Regions from separate parts of the Hordeum vulgare genome. Here regions 1 and 3 are each linked to region 2. Evidence: chromatin contacts called from public Hi-C data. All regions are on one chromosome and are shown on one strand. The core of a region is the stretch at or near the end of the contact, and the rest is flanking DNA. Distances in the headings are between cores, read along the strand shown.

Evidence for each region. A called contact is a pair of places that touch in the nucleus more often than the background predicts.
Region 1: a contact with region 2 is called in a Hi-C map of leaf, with 6 times the contacts expected there. The contact joins the promoter of LOC123425666 here to the promoter of LOC123425670 in region 2. A contact is called at or near these places in 2 of 6 Hi-C or Micro-C datasets (leaf and seedling).
Region 3: a contact with region 2 is called in a Hi-C map of seedling, with 2.4 times the contacts expected there. The contact joins the promoter of LOC123425667 here to the promoter of LOC123425670 in region 2. A contact is called at or near these places in 1 of 6 Hi-C or Micro-C datasets (seedling) and 1 of 1 datasets of contacts at active chromatin or transcription factors (embryo).

Annotation. Positions count from the first base shown.
Region 1 is chr2H:161,450,567-161,453,949 of MorexV3_pseudomolecules_assembly, reverse strand. It overlaps LOC123425666 (probable arabinosyltransferase ARAD1), which reads right to left and starts at 2,094. Exons shown (of 3, transcript XM_045109367.1): 1 at 1,039-2,094. The coding sequence starts at 1,980.
Region 2 is chr2H:162,408,066-162,411,516 of MorexV3_pseudomolecules_assembly, reverse strand. It overlaps LOC123425670 (protein DETOXIFICATION 12-like), which reads right to left and starts at 1,524. Exons shown (of 7, transcript XM_045109372.1): 1 at 1,104-1,524. The coding sequence starts at 1,382.
Region 3 is chr2H:161,502,898-161,506,465 of MorexV3_pseudomolecules_assembly, reverse strand. It overlaps LOC123425667 (probable protein phosphatase 2C 64), which reads right to left and starts at 2,278. Exons shown (of 5, transcript XM_045109369.1): 1 at 1,609-2,278; 2 at 1,219-1,491; 3 at 990-1,110; 4 at 675-898. The coding sequence starts at 1,830.

The DNA of each region.
Region 1 (3,383 bases), core at 845-3,344, 960 kb after region 2:
CGATTCATAAAAAAGTTACAACATCTTATATTTGTTAACGTAGGGAGTACACTGGTATCTGCATGATTTTGAAAAATGTAGTTTCTAGAGATCTTCCAAAAAACAGCACATTATATTATGGTCACTTATGGCACAGCGTGGGGTCTCAAGAATGGTTTCTGCTACCTATCCCCACCGACTGTTGTTTCCTATGCTCAGATGGTGCATTTGTTACCTTTAGTCTTGTTCCCTGACCAAATTATTTATTATGCAAAGTTAAGTATCCGACATTAGATGTAACAGTTGCCACTGGAAACAAGCAAAACTGAATGCAGCTTAAAATTTCGATGCATGTAGACACTAGACAGCAGACACACAGATGATGAATGAAAGAGAAGGGGGTAAGGTAGAAGAAGGGTTTGCAAAACTGTGGAAGCATTTTTCTCTGCAATAAATACTCCATCCATCCCTAATTACTTGTCGCGGAAATGAATTAAAATGGATGTATCTAGAATTAAAATACTTCTAGATACATCCATTTCTCTGACAAGTATTTTCTGACAGAGGGAGTATTAAGTAGGTAGATTAAGAAGTATACAAGTTTGTGATTTTGAAAAGATTGTGCTTTGCAATAGTAAAAGACTACTACTTAATAATATATCAATTCTCAGCAATTTGTGTAGCCAACATGCCTTTAAATGCGTAACTAATTGCCTAATATCAATAGTCACTTCAGGAGACTGTATGTGTTGCCCCTTGAATACAAAATGGTGTCCTAGACTCCTGGTTGAATTACCCTATGATATCGGTGCCTGGACAGTCATTCCTTATTTACACGAAGTAATCTCAGTCATCTAAGCAAACAAAATTCAAGGTAATCATATATTCATATCCTAACTTTCGTTTCACCTGAATCCATTTTTATAACTTCTTCGACAAGAATTTAACACTGAGTGCTCTGAAAGATCTAATCATAGCTTATCAAGTGTCATTATGAGTTTATGACACATCAATCTCTAGAAAAAAAGTGTAATATTTGTTTCGGATTCCGGAGCTCACCTCCTTTCGGTACCGGTTGCCCATGAAAAACAGCAATGCAGGCCTGCTGTCAACATTGACATCGCCCTTGAAGGGGTTGATGCGGTGGGAGTAAGGCAGGATGACATCCTTGACGAGAGAGGCCTGATCACCACGCAAGCGGCCGAAGTCAGAGACGAGGAGTACGGCATTGCTGATCCGGTCCACCACCCGGTAGAGCGCGTTGGGATCCTGGCAGATGAACACGTGGTCCCTTCCCCGGTACCGCCGCCAGTACGACTGCCGCTCCAGCCACTCCACCAGCTCGTCCTGCATGGCCTCGTCGCTATACGAAGGCCCCACCGTGGCCGCCGCCTCGGAGGCATTGGCGGCCGCCGGGGGGCGGATGGGGTTGACGACGAGGCTGAGGGACGAGAAGAAGGGCACGTAGAAGAGGTCGGCCTCGACCGGGTCATCCACGCGGGCCACGGGGCGATCACGTGGTCCCCGTTGACGGAGGTCCTTGAAGAGCCACCACTCCGCCGAGTGCTGGTGCCCCGGATACCGCAGCTCCTCGTCTGCCAGCACCGCGGCCGCATCCGACGAACCCGAGGGGCCCCTCGCGGACATGTAGCTGCGGACGACGCCGTAGGTGAACTTGGACGGCAGGTCGTACATGTAGATCTTGACGGGGGAGGGAGGGGAGGAGGCGGAAGAGGAAGGAGAGGTGGAGACGAAGGGGTGGGAAAGGCGGGAGGCGGAGGGGCCAGAGGGGGACAGGAGAAGGAAGAGTAGCGCGAGCGCGAGCGCGAGGAGGAGGAGGATGACAGGGGAGGGGCGGCGCGACGGCATGGCGCGGGCGGCGAGTGCGAAGAGGGATCTGGGGAAGACGAATCGAGGGGGCGGGGGCGACACCAGCGCCGACGCCGGCAAGATCAGAGGCGCCGGTCGCTGCTTACGGGGCGGCCTGCCGCGCTCCCACATGTGGCCGGACGAAGACTACGGCCGGGCGGCGGAGGATCGGAGAGAGCGGGACGACGGCGATTGGGGGTAGTAGTGGGGCTAGTGGCTCACACTTGTTTGTGCTAGCGCTACTGGACTTTAGGTCCCACAGGTCGGTGACTCGACATGTTATCTATACCACTAATAAACAGTCCAACGTATTCATCGCTGCGTCACCCCAATCAAACCTACACAATTTCCCGTAGAGGAATTATAACCTTACGATCAGATCTTCTAATTATATCTAACCATCAAAATTGTACCAGGCCCACCTTAAATGTACGTCTACCATATTAGTTGCACGGACGAAAACTCTGCCAGTTGACGTGCAACAAAAAAATCTCCCCCGTTCACGTTCACGTCAAATTAGGGGAAGTGCTAAATTAGGGAAAGTGCTAAACAAAATAGCTAAATTCATGTCCAGCACCTTATACGGAAACAAACAACAAATAAGGGAAATCATATCAACCTGCCCCGTTCAACGTTGCCGTCCATACGTCTAGCAGTTCGTGCGTCGTCGTCGCCGTCCAGACGCAGTCGTCGACGCATCCACCAACGGCCGCTACGACGAGCTCTTCACCAACAGAGCTGCAAACGTTGACGCATCCGCCAACGGCCGCGACGACGAGGTCTTCACCAATAGAGCTGCAGCCGCCGAGGCACCGTCCACGGCCGCGATGACAAGCTATACGCCGTATAAGGTGTTGCCTTCTCTCTGCGTTCTGATCCATCTATTGCTTTGATTGATCTGGTTGTCTTTCTGCAAATTATCATAACAACTACATCATGATCCATTATTCTAAATAATTAATGAAAACTGAATTCAAATGGTTCCATACGCAGAACAAGAAAACTTTGATGGTAAATAGTAGGATGTAGTTGAACATGAAACTCTATACCTTCCTGTACAATGGTATGATGACATTTTTCACATTAACAGAGTTGGCGGAGTTCGTATGACACCAACCACTCCCAACAAGACGCGCACCCCCTTCCAGGATATAAGCAACTCCCAATCGTTGGGTGATGATCAGTACCTAATCAGTATATTTTTGCTTTGTTGCTCGACTGCTAAATTGTCTCATTTATTACATACCCTAAAGAAGTAAAAAGGCAGAGGGATAGAGAGCGGTATGCACAAAATAGGGATGAGATTAATAAGAGACGACGTGAGGCCTATAAACAGAAGAAGATTGCCGCTGCCGAGATCAGTGCGGCAAACGCACAGCTGACTATATCACAAGGTAATGACCATCAACTAAATGATATAAGGCCCATACGTATTGTTATTTAACGATCTATTCTTTGTCTATTCAGACCGTAGTGATATTAAGAACCGCATTGAACGTGAGCGGTATGCACAGAATAGAGAGGAAATATTAAAG
Region 2 (3,451 bases), core at 275-2,774:
TGAATTGAAGAGATAGTGCTGAAAGAATGGCAGGAATAACAATTATGGCTTGTGCAAGGCGGGCAACAATTGCTGATTACAAGAGTATGAAAATTTTACTACAAGATATAAGGGTTTACATGGTTTACAATAACACCTAAAGAAAGGGTAGCCCGGTGCATGTAGCTCCCGCTTGCGCATGGTCCAGGGAAGGGTCCGACAACTTAATTTCAGATCTATATTTGTTATAGCAGGAAGACTTATAATCAGACTTAAAATATGAGAATGGACTGGCAAATCTCTCACACCCGATTGAAACAAGATGACTCAGATCAACCTCAAAAGAGGCGCCCTGAATAATCCAATTTGCACTTGACAACCTTTGACTTTATAGTGATATCGGCGACCCGCGTTGATATACACCATCAGAGTTGTGATACTAGAGCTGAAGTTTGTGTGTTTGTAAGCTTATTATCTCTTATGACGGTCGTGCTACTAGATATTCTCACTGAAAACTGAAATCCGACCAAAGCGAATAGGACACATGGAAGTAGTCTGAACTCCAGTGTGGCTTTAGCGTATGATAAGCAACAGAAACAAATAAATCGTGTTTAGAAAGAGAATCATTTGAATTTGAAAGGTGAACCTGAAGCCTCCTTGTTCGTAAGTCTGGTACATGAGCCTTATTAAGTCAGAAGTACCGATATAATCGTCATGTGAAGAGACAAAACAGAACACTGATAGTTCATAGTTGCACTATATATTGCAACCAACCACGCAGGTCCAAAATTGAAGCCTAAAGCACAAACAAACAAACGATGGCTTTTCAAAATTAGCATCCAAATTCACGGGCCTTTTCAATTTTTCATGCCACGGGTACTCATGTTTGACTTGCGTTCATCAACCACCCTGGCGTAAGCATTCGTACAAGCATCTCCTGGGTACCAAGTGTACCCGGATGAGAGAAGGCATGCATCTCCCATTCAGGCATTCGATTCAACCGTGACGACTCACGAGTCACGACTAGCACGCACAAAAATCGCATTATGCAAAAAAGAAAAAAGTAAGCACAAATGTGAAAGGAAGGGCAGGCGTAAAGATGGGGTTGGTGGGAGGGAGCTCACGAGGACGCTGAAACCGGAGACGTTGGTGAGGGAGTTGGCGATGGCGGCGCCCGCAAGCGCGACCTCGCCGAGGTGCCCCACCATGACGGTGGAGATGAGCTGCATCATCAGCTGCAGCAGCGCCACAGCGATCATCGGCGCAGCCAGCGCAGCCAGCCGGCCGGACTCCTCCGCCGCCTCCCTCCACCACCGCTGCCGCTTGCCTCCCGCCTCATGGGGCACCTCCTTGTGACTGTTCCCCCTGCTGAGCAGCAGCGGCGCCTCGGAGGAAGAGTCCATGGATGCCCGCCCCCGGACCAAGTGGAGGGAGCTGGCTGCTGTGGAAATGGAACGGGAAGAGGACGCGGGTTCGTGGACTCATCTCCTGCAATAATATCTCCTTATTAATAGGAGCAAGACAGGGTTGGCTTCTCTAGTCCTAATTCCCCCATGTGTTCTCGCTCTTTTTAAATGGAAAATGAGAAGCCGCCGTGGGGTCGGGTTCCGGGTCAGGGCAGGTTGGGTTGGGATGCGGACGCTTTGCTCCCTCGTCGAAATATTCTGGAGTACTTCGTCTGGACTTTGGAGGCGAGCGATAAAGCCATCCACCCGCAGCAGGATTAGTCGTAGCTTCGATCCGGTCAAAACCCGTGCTTAATGTGTTTATAATTTAATTAAAAACGGCAAGTACTAGACGTCGAGGCGCGCATCCGTCCATGTCTCGATCTTAATACAACTTAATACGTACTAAATTTAATATAAAATTAAAACAATTATTAGGACTAAGAAAGTAAAATGTGTACCTTTAAGAACTGAAATTCCCCTCCACTGACATAAAAATACATTAATTTAGGGGAAACGCTACGCATCCGTCGGATGATTTCTAAAAATTATCCGTCACCTAGCTAGCCGTCGGATGGCGATCTAACGCCCTGCATCCCCGCCGCATGGTTCTGAAACGACGCTCGAGTTGCGAAAACTTTCGCTTTGTTGCAAGAAATAAACTTTGGATCTGTTAATTCCTGAAACAACGGTGGAGTTTCAGAAACAATTTGCTTGTTGCAGGATTTTTTTCTTCGTTTTTGCGGGAGAATTTTTTGCAACAAAGGTCATGTTTCAGGAAATTTTGCAACAAAGCTCAAGTTGCAGAACCACTACCTAGCGAGCAGGGAAACTCTTGGCGGCGGGGCGGCCGGCGAGCTCTAGGCGGCGGGGCGGCCGGCGAGCTCTAGGCGACGGGGCGGTCGGCGAGCTCTTGGCGGCGGGGCGGGGCGGCCGGCGAGCTCTAGGCGGCGGGGCGGCCGGCGAGCTCTAGGCGGCGGGGCGGCCGGCGAGCTCTAGGCGGCGAGGCGGCCGGCGAGCTCTTCCCGTGGAAGCCGTCGTCGCCATGCCTGGGTCCCTCGTTCTGCAACTACTTCCAAGTTGCAGAAACAACGGAGTTGTTTCAGGACAGGAAACGGGTCACGGCTCGTCCGCCCGGCCACGTGGCGAACAAAGGAGACGGTGGACGCGAAATCAGGATCCGTCGGTTGAAAAGTAACGTTTCCCTTAATTTAGAGCAATTACAAGTAGCAGGTTTAAAGACATAAAAAAGACTATAAATTAATGTATTATAGGAATGTATTATAGGTACACATTTCAGTGGAGTGGAATTTCTCTAAATTAATGTATTTTATATGACGATTTACACTGACATAAAAAAATTCCACTCCACTGACATAAAAAAAGACTATAAATTAATGTATTATAGGTACACATATAGTCTTTTTATAGTAAAATCGTCATGTAAATTATAAGTAGCAGACATTAATTTACATGACGATTTTACTATCCAAAAAAAAGACATAAAAATGTGAATGAAGGGGGCTCTGATGCAAGAGATATATGCTTTAATCCGATATTATAAATATGAATAAAGAGATTAAGAAAAGGTGATTTTATTTTGCGGGATTAAGAAAAAAGGTAATTTACTTTTACTTTTATAGATACTTTAAGTTTTTTTTTGATAAGGAGGAAACGAGCCCCGGCCTCTGCATCAATCGATGCATGCAGCCATATTATTAAAGATAAATAAAATAGTATCGTAAGTCCACAGAGCTCGAGCAGCCCGAAGTGCAAAATAAAGGAAGAAGGAAATAGTAAACAGTTGCCACATCCGGCGTATCTAAAATTAGACTACGATGCCTATACATCTAGTCTATTATTAGCACGTCATCCAAATCGGTTGAAGATAACCCGTACAGCCATCTCCCATCGGTTGCACCCAATATCCATAAGATCCCTGTACTCCGCAAGACTGAGTAACGACCACGTACGGATCCAAGACGTTGCTCTGTATATAACCTGTAGCTGTAGATACTTCAAGTTAA
Region 3 (3,568 bases), core at 1,029-3,528, 910 kb after region 2:
TACTCCCACTGTGGGTAGTCTTATTCAGATGCATCGATCAGATCTTAACAAGGAAAGAAGCGATGGATCAAAAGAATAACAATTCTACCTCACGCATTGAGCAGCCACTACGCTACACCCAGTTTTCTAACTGCTCATGATGTCGCCACAGCGATTAAACCAATTAGTCTTCCAAGCTGAACTTGGATAAGATATAAGAGTTGAAGTACAGCCGATGGCAAGAGGTGGGTGACGATGCAGCAAAGAAGTGTGTTACGCTGGCTAATCGTTATTTATGCAGCAAGTCACAACGGTACAGATGGCGGAAACTAATACCATCGCCCCTGTCACCATGACAGTTTACGCAACCAACCCCGAAAGCTAGAGCATTTTGAAGTCAAAAGGAGTGGATCGTCCGTGTATACTATCATTCCTAAGGTTCTTGGAGCTTCTACCATACGCCTTGAATGTTGAAGGCCCGCCATGTGAGACTAATCAGTGCGTCGCGAACGCAAAAGGGTGACAGATTGACATTACACTGCAACTAATTTAAGTAGCTCCGACAAGAGGAAAGAGGCAAGATTTTGCTGGAACGGACTCAGATATCTATGCCGTTGCACGGGCGCATAGGAATGACCACCAACCATGTCTTGTATATACAGTAGGACAGAGAAATGCGAGAGGTGTGTAATTACCCCGTCGGATGCAAGGATGACGAACTGGTCCTTGTCCGTGAGAGGCCAGTGGAAGAACTCCGGCACCGAGATGACGCCGTAGTCCTTGAGGCAGAAGTCCCCGAACGCCCGCGCCATGGCCAGGCCCGGCGCGTCGTCGAACGGCAGCCACACCCTCGGCACCTCCGGCTCGTCCTGCAGCGCAAACACCCTGCCCCTGCACTTCTTGATCCGCTCCGCCTCGCCTGACATCGCAGACCAGTGATCTGGTATTAACACAGAAAGTACCAGCACGAAATGACGCACGGGCTAAATTGAATTTGTGTAGTGGCGTACTGGGGACGTCGGGCTTGAGGTCAACGGTGAGCTGCACGGCCGCCATGCCGCCGGCGGCGGCGTCTCTGGAGCCTAGGACGGCGCGCGAGTCCCCGATGTTGGCCATGTAAAGGTCCGAGCCCTGCGTGCAGAAACCGCGACGCGCACGGACAAAGAGGGGGTCAGAAACAGAACATTTCTGCTCGGACGGGACGCAGAAGAGTATGTGAATGTGAATGTCCGGACGTACGAGCTTGAGGACGGTGACGGCGGTGCTGCCGCTGCAGAAGCTGTCGAGCGAGGGGTGGGAGCGCAGGTCCTTGTCCATGGCCTTGTAGGCGCGCGTGAAGGCCTTCCTCCAGGCGGTGGCCGGCATGTCCAGCCCGGTCTTGGGCGAGGCGCGCGCGGCGGACATGAGCCTGAGCGGCAGCGAGTCCCGCACCCTGCGCGCCACCAGGTGGCCGTGCGGCCCGTGGCCGTCGAACACCCCGCACAGCACGCCGTCCTCCTCCCCGCCGAACCCCTGCCACCATGTCCATTGGACCACATCGGCCGGATCAATCTAATCGCCTCGAAATGGGAAGGAGGGAGGGGAGAGATGGAGGGGGAGTGATTCTCGGGCTGTTGGTTAGTAGCTTACATCCCAGATGAGCATGGCGTCCTGGTTGATCCCCTTGCGGCCCTGCTGCGTGAAGACGGAGGCTGTGCGGCTGCGGCCGTCGTTGGAGAAGATCCGCCCGGGGACCGTCCCCAGCTGGTCCTCCCGCGGCGCCTTCCACCTCCCCCGCCGCCTCTTCCCGTCCTCGCCGCCCGCGCCGGCCGCCGTGACCGCCGTGTCCCCTCTCGCCGCGCAGTTCCCCATCGCCCGCTACCAATGCCAGCCAGCCAGCCAGCAAGAAACACGCCGCAAGAGGTCGCCGGCGCCGGGTGCAGGAGGAAGGATTCTTTCTTGTTGCTTGCTTGTCTCAGGAGGAGCCGGGAGTTGCAGATGCGGCACTCAAACTCAACATGGGCACGAAAAGTCAAGGCGGCCCCGTCATCCCATGGACGAGGCGAGAGGAGGCAGACGAGCGAGGTCGGGAACGGAGGGCTGCTTATTTATTGCGCTGCGGCAGTGACACACGCACGCACACGCACACGCACACGCACGCCGAGAGGCAGAACAGACAGCCACCTCCGTCCTCCGGGGCGGCAGGGTCACGGAGGAAGAGGCCCCTGGTTGATGGCTCCCGACACGCCCACGACGACCTTGAGGGCTAGCTCTAGCTGCTCTCTTGTTTTTTTACTCCTAGTACTCTACGTAACATACCACCACCTTTCCTGATTAACTAAGCCGCGGCAGGTAATATGGCCAGGAGTAGAACTTTGTTTACTGACCGGACGCGAGCTGCGAGGAATAAACAAGCAAGCGGCGAGCATGGCCGACCGGTGTGCCGTGGCGGCGATGGTCAGAGCGGGCATTGAACGGATCACAGATGCACTAGTACTAGTAGTAGTATATATCAATCAACCATCTCTCCCTCCCTAATCACAAAGATTTGTTCACTTGAGCCGTGTAATTACGGCTTGTTGTTACCCGTGACCTTTCTCAACAGCGACGTGATCCAAATCGAAAAGAATTAGTATTCCATCCAATTGGAGAGGCCGCGCGAGTCCGCTACAAGATTCTTTAATCTTTATTTAATGAAAAGAAGCGTGTGGAAAGCGGCGAGCCAGCCAGACGGCTGGCCGGCGTGCGCGCACGGGCGCCGCGGGGTTCGTTTCCTGCTGCGCGGCGCGGCGCGGCTGCCTGCGAGCTGCGAGTATCTTTCCGCGCCATCATGGCGGAGGATACGATACGAGCCCGGCTGCCCATTTATACCCACTCGAGTGCTCCGTCCGTAGGTCCGCCGATCCCAGCGGAGCCAATGTTTTCAGTTACGGGGGGACCTAGCGGCTCGCCGGCTGCCATCCCACTTGAGCGAGCGAGGCGACCTTCCTCCTCGTCCTCACTTGTTTAATGCCCAACCACTGCCCCGCCTGCACGCATGGGTCGATCATTAGGGAGGGCGAGGGGCGCACACGGGCTGTTTTCCCATGATTTCAGATTACTGGTATCTCGATATAGATAGATTGATAGATAGACACGTCCTCCCGGGAGGAGGATTCCGACGCAAACGGGGTGTATGGAGCGGCTCGGATACGATTCTCATCTGTGTGTGCGTGTGTGTTATGGGGCTCCCGCCTCCAAACGCAATCCACTCGGACTTATCACTTCATTTCTTTGCGTCAATAGATCTTGCGTGATCGCTCGATAAATTCTTATAAATTTTAAAAATAATTCATAAAATTGTTTATGTAATTTTAAGAACTTTAATTTTTATATAAAAATAACATCAATATAGTTTTTAAAAACAGCGTCACTCCGAGATGTTGGGTACTTAGTTTTCCATTCACGATCCACTTAGACTGATCACTTCACTTCTTTGCGCCAACAGTTTTGCGCGGTCGGTCACGACGTTACTCCCACCATGATAGGCTCACTCACAATCAAATACTCCCTTCGTTTCATAATATAAAAATGTTTTTAACACCAAATAAAAGGTGTAGAAATCATGAAG